Linked DNA regions of Gossypium hirsutum: region 1 is linked to region 2. A link is a contact called in public Hi-C data. All regions are on one chromosome and are shown on one strand. Each heading gives the region's core, a stretch centred on a gene start, on an enhancer-like site or on the middle of the called end of the contact. The rest is flanking DNA. Distances are from core to core; before and after follow the strand shown.

The links. A called contact is a pair of places that touch in the nucleus more often than the background predicts.
Region 1: a contact with region 2 is called in a Hi-C map of leaf, with 4 times the contacts expected there. The contact joins the promoter of LOC107925548 here to the promoter of LOC107925684 in region 2. A contact is called at or near these places in 2 of 34 Hi-C or Micro-C datasets (both in leaf).

What each region holds. Positions count from the first base shown.
Region 1 is chrA01:116,922,980-116,929,245 of Gossypium_hirsutum_v2.1, forward strand. It overlaps LOC107925548 (60S acidic ribosomal protein P2A), which reads left to right and starts at 3,061. Exons shown (of 4, transcript XM_016856270.2): 1 at 3,061-3,192; 2 at 3,288-3,398; 3 at 4,275-4,504; 4 at 4,590-4,797. The coding sequence starts at 3,311. The coding sequence ends at 4,616. It overlaps LOC107925660 (monodehydroascorbate reductase), which reads right to left. Exons shown (of 10, transcript XM_016856370.2): 10 at 5,859-6,266. The coding sequence ends at 6,032. It overlaps LOC107925614 (a long non-coding RNA gene), which reads left to right. Exons shown (of 2, transcript XR_001692030.2): 2 at 1-75.
Region 2 is chrA01:116,704,861-116,710,615 of Gossypium_hirsutum_v2.1, forward strand. LOC107925684 (protein YIPF5 homolog) reads right to left here and starts at 2,845. Exons shown (of 1, transcript XM_016856399.2): 1 at 1,829-2,845. The coding sequence starts at 2,755. The coding sequence ends at 1,994. TRNAD-GUC (transfer RNA aspartic acid (anticodon GUC)) reads left to right here and starts at 3,255; the gene lies at 3,255-3,326. It overlaps LOC107925599 (purple acid phosphatase 22-like), which reads left to right and starts at 5,313. Exons shown (of 4, transcript XM_041096162.1): 1 at 5,313-5,574. The coding sequence starts at 5,313.

The sequences.
Region 1 (6,266 bases), core at 1,811-4,310, 220 kb after region 2:
AGTTCTCTTAAACTATTTTATGTATCATTTATTTAAAATTGATTTATAGGATTCATTTCAAATTGTTTTATTGTATATTATTTTAAGTTATGTATATATATATATTTTAAAAACTAGTTACTTTAAACGGTTTTATTGCATATTATCTTAAATTATTTTATAAATTATTTATTTTATGTTTTTATATATATACTATTTATTTTAAGTTTTTACATATTATATATTTTAAATTTTTATATATATTATGTAGTTCAAATTATTTGATATGTCATTTATTTTAAAAAATTTTATATATTGTTTATTTCAAACTGTTTTATTATTATTCACTTTAAATTTTTATATTTATATTATTTATTTGAGACTTTTTTTTATTCGTTTTGAATTGTTCTTATACACTATTTATTTTAAACTATTATTTACTTGAAATTGTTTTATATTATTTTATTTATTTCATTTTCTTCGATTGTTAATATTGGAATTTAAGTGACATATGTTACGTGATTATTGCCATTATATGTATTATAATTTGTTTATTCGTATTTCCATCTCATTGTCACTCACTTGTATAATATTGTATTCATGTATCATTGTTCCATGCTCATTACTATATTTTTATTTCATGCCATTGCATCGTGAATTTGGCTCTAATGTATTTATCCAATATAGATTATTTCATTTTTCTCCAAACAAAATAAACTCACATTGCGAAGTGTCATACTCGCTATATTTCAAAAAAGAAAATTTTCTAAATAAGGTAATATTTCGTGTTTTAGGAAATTCAAGGAATCGTGCCGTAACTTATGGGGTTTCAGTTTTCTCATTAAACCTAAATAGCCAAATATCCTTTTAAGTTTCAAAACACATGAAATTTCAATTAAAATTAAAGACAAATTTGCGCTCGGGAGTTCATGGTATCGCGTCCTAACTTACGAGATATGATACTCCGATATCTCGAGACGAAGAAATCTTTAGCAATATTTTGATCTAATTCAAGTATTTTTAAAATTGACGTTAATAAAAACGAACGTATTTTAAATCTGTTCCCGATTTTTAACTTTCGACATTAAGATACTAACTAACAACCCGGTACCAATTTTGGGCGTGACGAGGGTGCTAATCCTTCCTCGCACGTAACCAACTCCCGAACCTGTTCTCTCGAGTTTCGTAGATCAAAAACACCGTTTTAATAAACTAAAACATTTTATTAAAGTAAAGGTGATCCAATCATACCCAATAAAGATCGGTGACGACTCTCTTTTTAATTTTTATTTTCAAACAAAATCGATTCCCGTCTTCCAAAAAAATAGCTTCGACAATTGGCATATTTGAACATTCATCAAATCAAAGAACATAAAAAAGAGGAAACGCAATCGAGAGAAGTTCATGCTCATAAAGGTGCAAAGATAGATATTCGTTTAAAATTTTACTTTTTTTTACTTCTTTATATGAATTAAATTTTGTATTGAATTTTAATTTTTAGAAATTGTATATAGGTTTAGTTTTATTAATTGTGTTTGAATAATTTACTATAATTTGTGGATGGTTTAAAATAATAATAATCAATAAACCAAGTTTATAAACAGTGATGTTGGGTGGTTTACTTTGCTTAAGGTAAGGTGGAGGGCCGAAGAGATAGAGTGTGATACATTTTCTACTTTATTTTTTTTCTAATTTTTTTAATTTATTATTTTATTTATTACTTGTTCTCAAATTTCTTCTTTTAGTGTTTTTATTTTCTTTATTTCTAAATTTGTTTATTTCTTTTTTACAAGTCAGATTTTAATCTTTTTTTCTCAAGTCGAACAATTTGAATACAATTCTTTTTCCACTTTATTCCCTATCAGAGAGATAGAGAATATCCCATTTTTAGTATGGACTAAAGGTTTATATACCCTTAACAATGATCCTGAAGTGTCATGTGTTGTCTTTCCAATGAGTGAGCCCAAATCAAGTTACCCAAGTACTATGCCACTATAGGTCTAGATAGAGTGACGATTGTACACATTATTAAGCACTTCAAATAAGATATGAAAGTTGTGTTAGAAGTGATGGTTAATGTGTGGGGTCCACTTGGGTGTGTAGTTGAGGAGTATATGCTAGAAGTTGCCCTCAAAGGGTTATTTGAGGAGTATTTGATGTCTACGAAGGGTGGATGCTCAAAAAAATGTGTTCGAGGACTAGGAGGTATAACATTCCTCAAATCTTTTGTAAAGAAAAAAAAATAGAGGGAAATAAAGAGAAGTGAAAAAATTTTGTTGATATCAATTGGAAAAAAAAAGGGAAGTTAAAAGAAAACAATTAAATTACTCAAAAGAAAAAATATAGGGATTAGAGGTACAATTTGACCTAAAAATTTCGTTTGAAATGGTGATTTAACTAAACTTGTTCATGAATTAGTTACCTGCCCAAGCTCGAAAGTCTACTTAAAATTTACGAGAGTTTGAAAAAAAAAATTAGGTCTGAAAACGGGCTTGAAAAAAAAATCTAAGCTCATTCAAAATATAGGTTAAACTCAGACTGTAGCTCAAACATTCAAGGCCCAAATCTAGCTCATATTCTATGTTTTACTATATTATAGTATGTTATTTATATCTATTATATAATTTATAATACATAAAAACTAAATTTATAATAATATATAATACTATAATGTAAATATCAAAAAATACCTTTAAGATGCGTATATTTAATTTTTAATAAACTAAAAATATAAAAATTTATTAAAATATTAAATTGAAAATATTTTAAAATTTTTAAAAAATGATATAGACGAGACTAAAATAGACTTATGTTAACCAATTATAAATATAGATGAGTTTGGGCAAATTTTTAACTCATATTTTGGTCAGGCCAAGCTTAAGTATGTATAAAATGTGTTAATATCATAATTTAATTTGACCCAACTTATGAACACCTACCAAATCAATTTTTTGTTACATCATTGATGACTCAATTACCAAAAATGATAGAAAATGAATAACGTTAATGATCATTTCGTAACAAATTAATGTTTGATGACTAAAACATAATTTAAAACATATATAAATGACTATTTCTTTTAGTTTACCCTTTTTGAAAATCTTATTTTCTCTTTTAAGCCTAAAACCCTAATTTGCAAATATCATATAAAGCTTGTCACGGCCTTTGTTATTTCCATTTGAAAACCCAGGGTTTCTTCCATAGCCGCCCCTGGTTTGTCTCTTCTTCTCTTTCATCTCCTTTGCTTAAACTTTCGTTTTCCTCCATTGGCTTTATAGTTATAACTTAATTGTTGTTTTTCTTTACAGAAATTATATAGAAGAGAGAGAGAATGAAGGTTGTTGCTGCTTATTTGTTGGCTGTTTTGGGAGGCAACACTTCCCCTTCAGCTGATGATCTTAAGGCCATTCTTGGCTCTGGTAAACTATTTTCACCTTCTTCTTTTTTTTTTTGATTTGACTGCTATGTTTCCTTTTATCTGTTTCAATCTCTGCACTTGGTAATCCATTTGTTTGTAAATTGTATTTGCACCTTTTTTCATAGGTTTGATCCAAAAGTTTAGATTTCTTGTGTTGTAACCTGTTTTTTTGTGAATGTCAATTTGATTATGAGGTGGGTTTGGTATAAAAATATAAACTTTGTACTGTATTTGTGTATTGGTTTGAGATTTCACATCTATATTGAACCCCTTAATTCAAAACATGTTTGGTTTGGAGAAATGTACGATGAATGAATACTAGAATGCAATTTGCTACTTCTATATAATTCAATATGGTAGTCTTTTTTGGTTTCATAAATAAATTTGAATTTGGTAAACTCAATAATCTTATACTAATTTATATGCTAATGGTGTCATTACATTAATGGGATTGAATTGACATTTACAGAAGTGCTCAAATGAAGGTCAAACCTTTCAAAATGGTCAAGTGAAAAGTCAAACCGTTTTGAAAGCCCTCAAATAAGGGTTTTTCAAATGTCCTATATCAGTTTTCAAATTGTCTTTATTGTTTTCTTTTTTGTTTCAATCAATATCTGATTTAGCTGTTAGCTGAATTGCGTGAAAAGCCCTTATATGACCATTTTGAAAGGTTTGACCCTTATGCGAGCAATCCTAAAAGGTTAAGTCTCGAATTGAGCATTTAACTATTTCTGATTTAGCCAATTCCGATAACAAAGATGTAGAGTGAATTTCATTGCTTATCTATGTTTCTTTTTTGTCCATCAAACAAGGATATAACAATTCTGTATATAGACAGTGTTTCAAAAGATTTACATAAATATGATTTTGTTTACAGTTGGTGCTGAAGCTGAAGATGAAAGGATTCAACTTCTTTTATCTGAGGTCAAGGGCAAAGATATAACAGAGCTTATTGCATCCGGGAGGGAAAAGCTTGCCTCCGTTCCATCTGGTGGTGGTGGTGTTGCTGTTGCAGCTGCTGCTCCTGGTGTCGGTGCCGCTGCAGCTCCAGCTGCAGCCGAGGCTAAAAAAGAAGAGAAAGTTGAAGAGAAAGAAGAATCCGATGATGTAATAACACTCCTAACCTCAATTACATGTTTTGTTCAATTAACTTTTGTTCTAATTAACTTTTGTTTTGTTCAATTTCTTGCAGGATATGGGATTCAGTCTCTTTGATTAAAGAGTTGGTATTTTGCAGAAATTCTCTTCTTCTTTTTTTTCAAATTTAAGGCCAGTTTAGATTCTAAAATTTCGTTATTTTCGTTTTCAATTCGGGGATTAGATGAACAATGGCATATGTTTTTGCTTAAACTTAATGTTGCAATGAATTTTCCATAGTCTATTATGATGATTTTCTTGAATCTCATGGCAATTTTTTTTGCGAGTCTTTTTCATATATATGTTGGGATGAACAAATATGCTACAATATTCATTGATATGTCCCAACTTATAAAATTTTTTCATATTTATTTGGTGATCAAATTTGTTCATATTCATGGTCTAATATGTCCAACACAGAAACAGTCATGTTTGGATGATATGTAGTGTAGGAAAATTCTAGAGGGTGTGCTTTTTAATATTTATATTATTTTTAATCTAATATTTAATAATTTAATATTATAATATTTTATATTATTATAGATTTAATTTGTGTTATAAATTACAAAATATGTAAAAATAGCTTAAAATATTAGAAACTTAAATCTCTGTCACTTGTAGTTATTTATCATTCAAAGAATGAATGACTGAAAAATGACGATCCACGGATTCAATTATAATCTTTCTTACTTTTGAGATAAGTAAAGCTTGCTATCCATTTTACTTTTGAGATAAGTAAAGCTTGCTATCCATTAGGAGAATACAATTTCTCCTCTGTTTCAGTCTTCTTTCTTTTTCAGTTTTCAATAAAAGTAAATAGCAGAATCATGGCTAGGAAACTATACCAATGACTTACATAATTTTATTTTAGAAATTTTCAAATGATTGGATGGACCATGCAAACTATAAATATTTTTCCTTGGATAAAGGAGATTACTCAATCTATTTGCGTATCGCTTATGATCTATATAATAACCGGGGTTTCCATTTTAAATTGAGATTCATTTTAAACGAGCAAAGAATATAATATTTTTGTCGAAACCTTTTTAAATTTCAGATGTGCCTTCAAATTTAGATAGATAATTTAATCCTTGAACATGCCTAAATTGGAAAAATTGTAGACATTGAAGTTGCAACAAGCACTAGGCCAAGAAAATGCCATATTTAATCATATAGTTTCATCTATTAGTATAAATAAGTTATTTACACTAGTTCCGTTAAATAATTCTAACGTAAAAGATAACTAACCAATCAATCTAATTTATTAATAATAGTAGTGATGTAATATAATCTAATTTCTAATTTATTAATAATAGAAATGTAATGCGATAAAATTAAAATTTTATGACCTGATTGAAAGTTCATGATGGAGAATATAAATGATCCATATCAATCACAATTCAAAAGAAAACAAAGCAAACAGTATAGTTATAAGCTCAATCCAAAGGAAACCAAAAGCCAGTTGTGTTGGAACCGCATGGCAGGTATGTGAATCCATCAGATCTTACAGGCAAAAGAAAGACCTTCATGTTTCACAGCTTCCAAACTCTGAACTGAAGGCTGAAGCTTAGCCACTTTTGCAATAGCTTGGTTTTCTTTGGCAGTGCCGCCTTCTAAGAAAGCTCCAACCACCTTCCCATCTTTGATCCAGTAAGATCCGAACTTCGCCTTTGGTGATTTCGGGTTGCTGTCTCCGAAAAGTACTGTATCTCCTACATTGTCACCATAGAAT
Region 2 (5,755 bases), core at 1,595-4,094:
ATACAAAGTAATCAGTATTCCAAGATTCAGAACTTATGAATGCTTCGTGACAACATCCCACCTTAGAAACGAGCAAGATATATGAGGTTTAAGGAAGAAAACAGCAACAATCAAGAGAATTAGGTTTGTAAAACTAGTTAGAAAAAAGTAGGGACAGCATATATATACATACATATATAAAAGACTTTCTTGCAAGTGAAGTTACTAGACTTTCCTGCAAATAAAATTTTATTTTTAACCCTAAACCCTGAAGAAAACTAATAATCTTTGCTGTCTAAAATGAATCTGTAGGTAACTTAATCACATAAGAATTAGAGCTTGCTAAATTTGTAGGGCACTCAATCACACAAGTCAGAAACATTAAAAACTGGACTGATATGCAAATCTGTTGGCAACTCAATCACATGAGATGAGCATTAGAATTTATTTTCTTTAACATCTTACATGACCTAAACTTCTTTGGCTTCAATTTGTGATGAGTTCCCTAAAACTGAACTTAATTTATATTTAGTCTAATGATGTAAATCCAAGCACTAATGCACAGAGTCTATATTATAAAATGATACCTCAAAAACTTCCACAGCAAAAAACTGATCTAAATTTATATTTAGCCTGTAAAACTGTAAAAAGAGATAAAAATCATCATTATTCTCAAGAGAATCAAGGACCCAAAGTGAAAAACAATCTTTCCTCATGCCCAAAGAGATGTTTTCTCCTTATTGCCTTAATATGCTTTGCCAGGATGAGTAAATAGTTTTATTGAAGATAATGGCTAACACCAAGGATCTCTCAGAACCCATCTCCAACAACATAGTACTTGATAAAACAGAATGATCAGAGTAACTTGATCATGAATTATATCTAATATTGACGCAAATAGAAAACAATGAAGAAGGTAAAATCCTATTTCAAGCCCTCAAACGAACTTATCTTCTATCTTATGTGGACCCCTGATTCAGGTACGTGTTTCTACTCAATAAAATGAACCATTGGATAGCTTGATGATGAATAAAACTAATAGTCAAGTAAAAAGATAACAATGAAGAAGGAAAAAGCCTATTTCAAGTCCTCAAACAAGTTTATCTTCTTCTATCTTAAGTGGACTCTTGATTAGGGTACATGATTGTACTCAATAAAACAAAATCATCCGACTAGCTTGATCATTAATGAAATCAAATATTCATGCAAATAGGTGACGATGAAGAAGGTAAAATCCCATTTCAAGCCCTCAAACAAGTTTATCTTATCTTACGTGGACCCATAATTCAAGTCCGTGTTTCTACTCAATAAAACAGAACCATCCGGATAGCTTGATAATGAATTAAATCTAATAGTCATGCGGAGAGATGACAATGAAAAAGGGAAAAGCCTATTGCAAGTCCTCAAACAAGTTTATCTTCTTCTACCTTAAGTGGATTTGTGATTAGGGTACATGTTTGTACTCGATAAAACGGAACCATGCAAATAGCTAGATCATGAATAAATCAAATATTCATGCAAATAGGTGATAATGAAGAAGGTAAATTCCCATTTCACGTCCTCAAACAAGTTTATCTTCTTCTATCTTACTCAGGCTCAGGATTCGGGGAGCTTGATCATGAATTAAATCCAAAATTCACGTGATCGAATAATAATGAAGAAAGTAAAAGCCTATTTCAAGTCCTCAAACAAGTTTATATTTTTCTATATTAGTCGGACTTGGGATTCGGGTTCATGTCAAACACAAATATGCTCAATAATTTTTTCTAAAAAAATTAGGATACATTTGAAAGATCATATAGATATCCATGTCAAGTGAAAAAGAGCTCAATACAAACCGAGTAATAACTTTGAGCTAAAAAGGCAAATTTCTATGAAATTTCAGTTCTGTTCAACATTGTAGATATCAAAATTCAACCAAAAAAGAGAAAAAAAAGAAAACCTCTTTAGAATACATAGCAATTAGTATCCACTAAAAGAACCTAACCCTAGATACAAGCAAATTGTACTTCAATTAAAATATAACAAGAAGCGAAAACAAAGTGTAGATTAAGAAACAAGCGTACGATATAAGGCCGCGATGTTCTTCACCTCCATCAGCAAGTGCCACCATTAAATTGGTGCAAGCCCTAGTGGCCCAAACAACGAAAATCCCCGCCACGGCGTACCTAGCAACGCTAGTCCCCTGGGGAATAAAAAGCGATGCTGCAGAGAAGATCACCACCGGTAACATACAATAACCAACCACGCTCGTACACGTATGAAGATCTAGGTTGCCGTTGCGACCCGCTAACATATTGAAAACGACATAGAGGAAAATCGAGGAGACGACGATCCAGCCAAGGATGACGCCGAATTGGATCTTGCCAGCGAGGAGTTGGAATAAGCAGAGGGATAAGTAGAGAAAGATAGGGCCTGATAAGTCGGAGTCTTTATGGGCCGTCGGATTCACCCGGAGAGGGTTGAGGATGGATCTGGTCTTGTACCAGATTTGATCCGGGTGGATACCGAGTTCATCGAGAAGGGGCTCTTCGTCTTCGAATGAAGCGGATCCGGTTGCTGCGGAGGAGGAGATTGAACCGCCTAAGGATACCGACGACGATGTGGCCGAACCCATATCAAAAGACATGAAGGGTAAAGCGGAAGAGGAGGAAGGAGGGCGTGAGGGTTGGAATGGCGCAGTGGGTACCCGGCGTTGGTTGATGTTTCCGACGGAAGGGTTGACTCCGCCGCCGGAGGGGAAGACCACCGGCGGCACCGTGAATTCTTTGGCCATTTCTTGTTAAAGCTACAAAGACTTGTTTTGTGGCTATCTAGAAATTACTAATTTTTTTCCGTGGAATCTTTTTGTGTTTCCAATTTTTAAGCTTGTTAATGGAATTTATTGGGCGCTGATTAGACCCGGCCCGACTTGCCGAGTTTTCGGTAATTTAATAAAATGTTTATTAAATTTTAATTATAAAAACATATTAAATATGAGAAAATATTTACTATGTCACGAGTAAAGTTTTTAGACTAAACAAGTAGTGTTAGAAAGTAAGCGTACATTATCAACTTATCAAATGGGATATTACTATTCTTTCTTTTTCTTTATATATTTTTCATATTTATTTTACGATTTGTATTTAGAATTCGTGGTTACCACTCTAAACAATTTTATCTCTAGAGATAAGTGTTCGATGGGATTATGTGAAAATTTTTTGAGTTAAATAAAGAGTTCCTAAACCCTTAATTTATTTACCAAAAGATATATACTTCTTTTCAAAAGCAACAAGGTCGTTGTAGTATAGTGGTAAGTATTCCCGCCTGTCACGCGGGTGACCCGGGTTCGATCCCCGGCAACGGCGATATTTTTTTTCAATTTGAAAACTCGATTTCTGAGAAAGAGCCATGAAGAAGCTGTACTTTCAAATTATGTCTGATTAATACTTTTTCGGTATCGTCTCAATTTTCAAATCTATGCATGAAGATAGTTGAGTTGTTAGTCCAGAATATAGTGTTCTATGATAATTTAATGAAACTCACTAGTAACTCGTAGTGATTCTGAACCATTAAGTTTGTTTTTTCCCCCTGTAAACTATCAACATTAATGGATCCATTATCCAATTAAAGAGAGAACAATGGTAATACTATATGACAAAAATGATGGAAATAGGAAGAACTTGGGTCCATATCTGGGGTCTTGATGTCTATAGGTTCGCCACTGTTATAATAGGAAGAACTTGGGTTAGAATTGAAGCTGAGGTTGAGGTGGTCAGTAATGGTAATGGCTGAATTTTTTGGCTTAGAGTAGGTGGGGTTGGAGAATTTTTGGTTAAGCGCAGATAATAGCGCTTGATTCTCGTCGTTGAGAAGCTTTGCTTTCTTCCTCAACCTCTCATTCTCTTTCAGTATGTAACAGTTCTTCATGTATAGCTCTAAGTTCAGCTTTTCCATGACTATCCAAACTTCCTTCAACTTGCCTGTAATGCCCCCCTGAAACCCAGTTAAAAAACCAATGGGGTTTTAGGATAAAAGAAACCACTGTAATTGACACAAATTATATGTATGTATTTACGTACGCATGGCATTAAAGATCACTAATATAAAACTGGTTATCTTATTAGTGGAGAAACAAGCAGGTGGATGATGGCAAATGATACTTGTTTTGTGAGTAATATTTTGTAGGAGCAACCCTATATGGTCTATATATAGGGGATTATAATTAGGGCAATAGCTGTCCAGGACTCTTTCGGCTGGCCTATACATGAAAGAAAGGGATAAAGGTTATTACAAGGTCGACTGCAGATTGAACATGTTGGAATTACTACTACATGTGCTTATGTTACTCTTAGACATAGATTTGTTCTTTTTTGCTTTGTATTCAAGTAGAATGATGGTTCCAGTTGGTATAAAAGAAGGGGCGGAAAGTAATTAAAAGGGGAAAAAAACAGATAAAGAAGACAAGTTTAGACATGTAGAAAGACAGGGGGGGCTTCTTAAAAACAAAGAATAAAGGAAGCTTTTAGAAGCTACTCTGCTAATTCAAAATACATTAAATAGTAAAAAGACTAATTTAATCTGTGATTTTTATAATGAAAATATAACTTTTTTCGCATGATAGAATAATGAAAAATAAAATAAAATAAAATAATTTTTACGTTTATATATAGATTTAAACTAGTACTAAAAATTTGATATTTAAATACGTTTGTATGTATTGGGACCTTATTTGTCCCTGTATATGAAGTTTCTCTTCATGTTTGAATAGCTTCTTGAATTGCATGTTTGGTGACCATGTCGTATCCCTTCTTCAGGCAGTTGTCTAGATATACATATTTTATATATACATACAAACAATCAAAGTTAAAGAACCGGCTCTACACTTGTCATTTGCTGCAAGTATATTGAGAAATTTTCCAATTGGTTTACTTGACGCCATCTAAATCTTATACATACAAACATATTATATATATATGTATGTATGTATATTATATATATATGTATATATAACCAGCTCAAAGATTCCTTGTTATAAATAAATCTGAAGACTCCAATTCAGGAACATCCTACCTTAAACAACTAAAAGATTATGGCAATACCATGGCCTAAGCATTCCTTGCATCTCCTTTTAACAATGATCTTCTTCATCTCTCAAACCACGTACACATTACAAATCCATTATATTCGATATCCTCCTTGACAATTAATCGATACTCCACATCGTCGATCCAAATCCGACCCTCAACAGGTTGATATTGTCTATTATTCATTATTTTCTCACGTCTTTTCATGTATTAATATTTTTCATCTTCCTTTTTCAGGTACATATTTCTTTTGCGGGCAAAGATTACATGAGGGTGACTTGGATAACAGAAGATAAAGACGTGCCATCAATAGTGGAATATGGGAAGATTTCTGAGAAATACAATAATATTATTGAGGGAGATAGTACTCTATATCGATACTTCTTTTACAGTTCAGAAAAAATACATCATGTTAAGATTGGACCATTGGAGCCATCAACAATGTATTACTATAAGTGTGGTGGATATGGTCCTGAGTTTTCCTTCAAGACACCTCCTTCAACTTTTCCTATTGAATTTGTTGTGGTTGGTAAGTAAAGATTTTTTTTTTATATAGTGTTTATATTTCGGTTTAAATTTTACATTTTATTCAATTTAAAAATTTTAATTTTTTCATTAATATTATTAGTATATTTCCTCTAAATCTACTTCTATCGAATTTATATATTGAGTTGGTATGTAATGGTAGCAAATTTTGATGGACATCAATG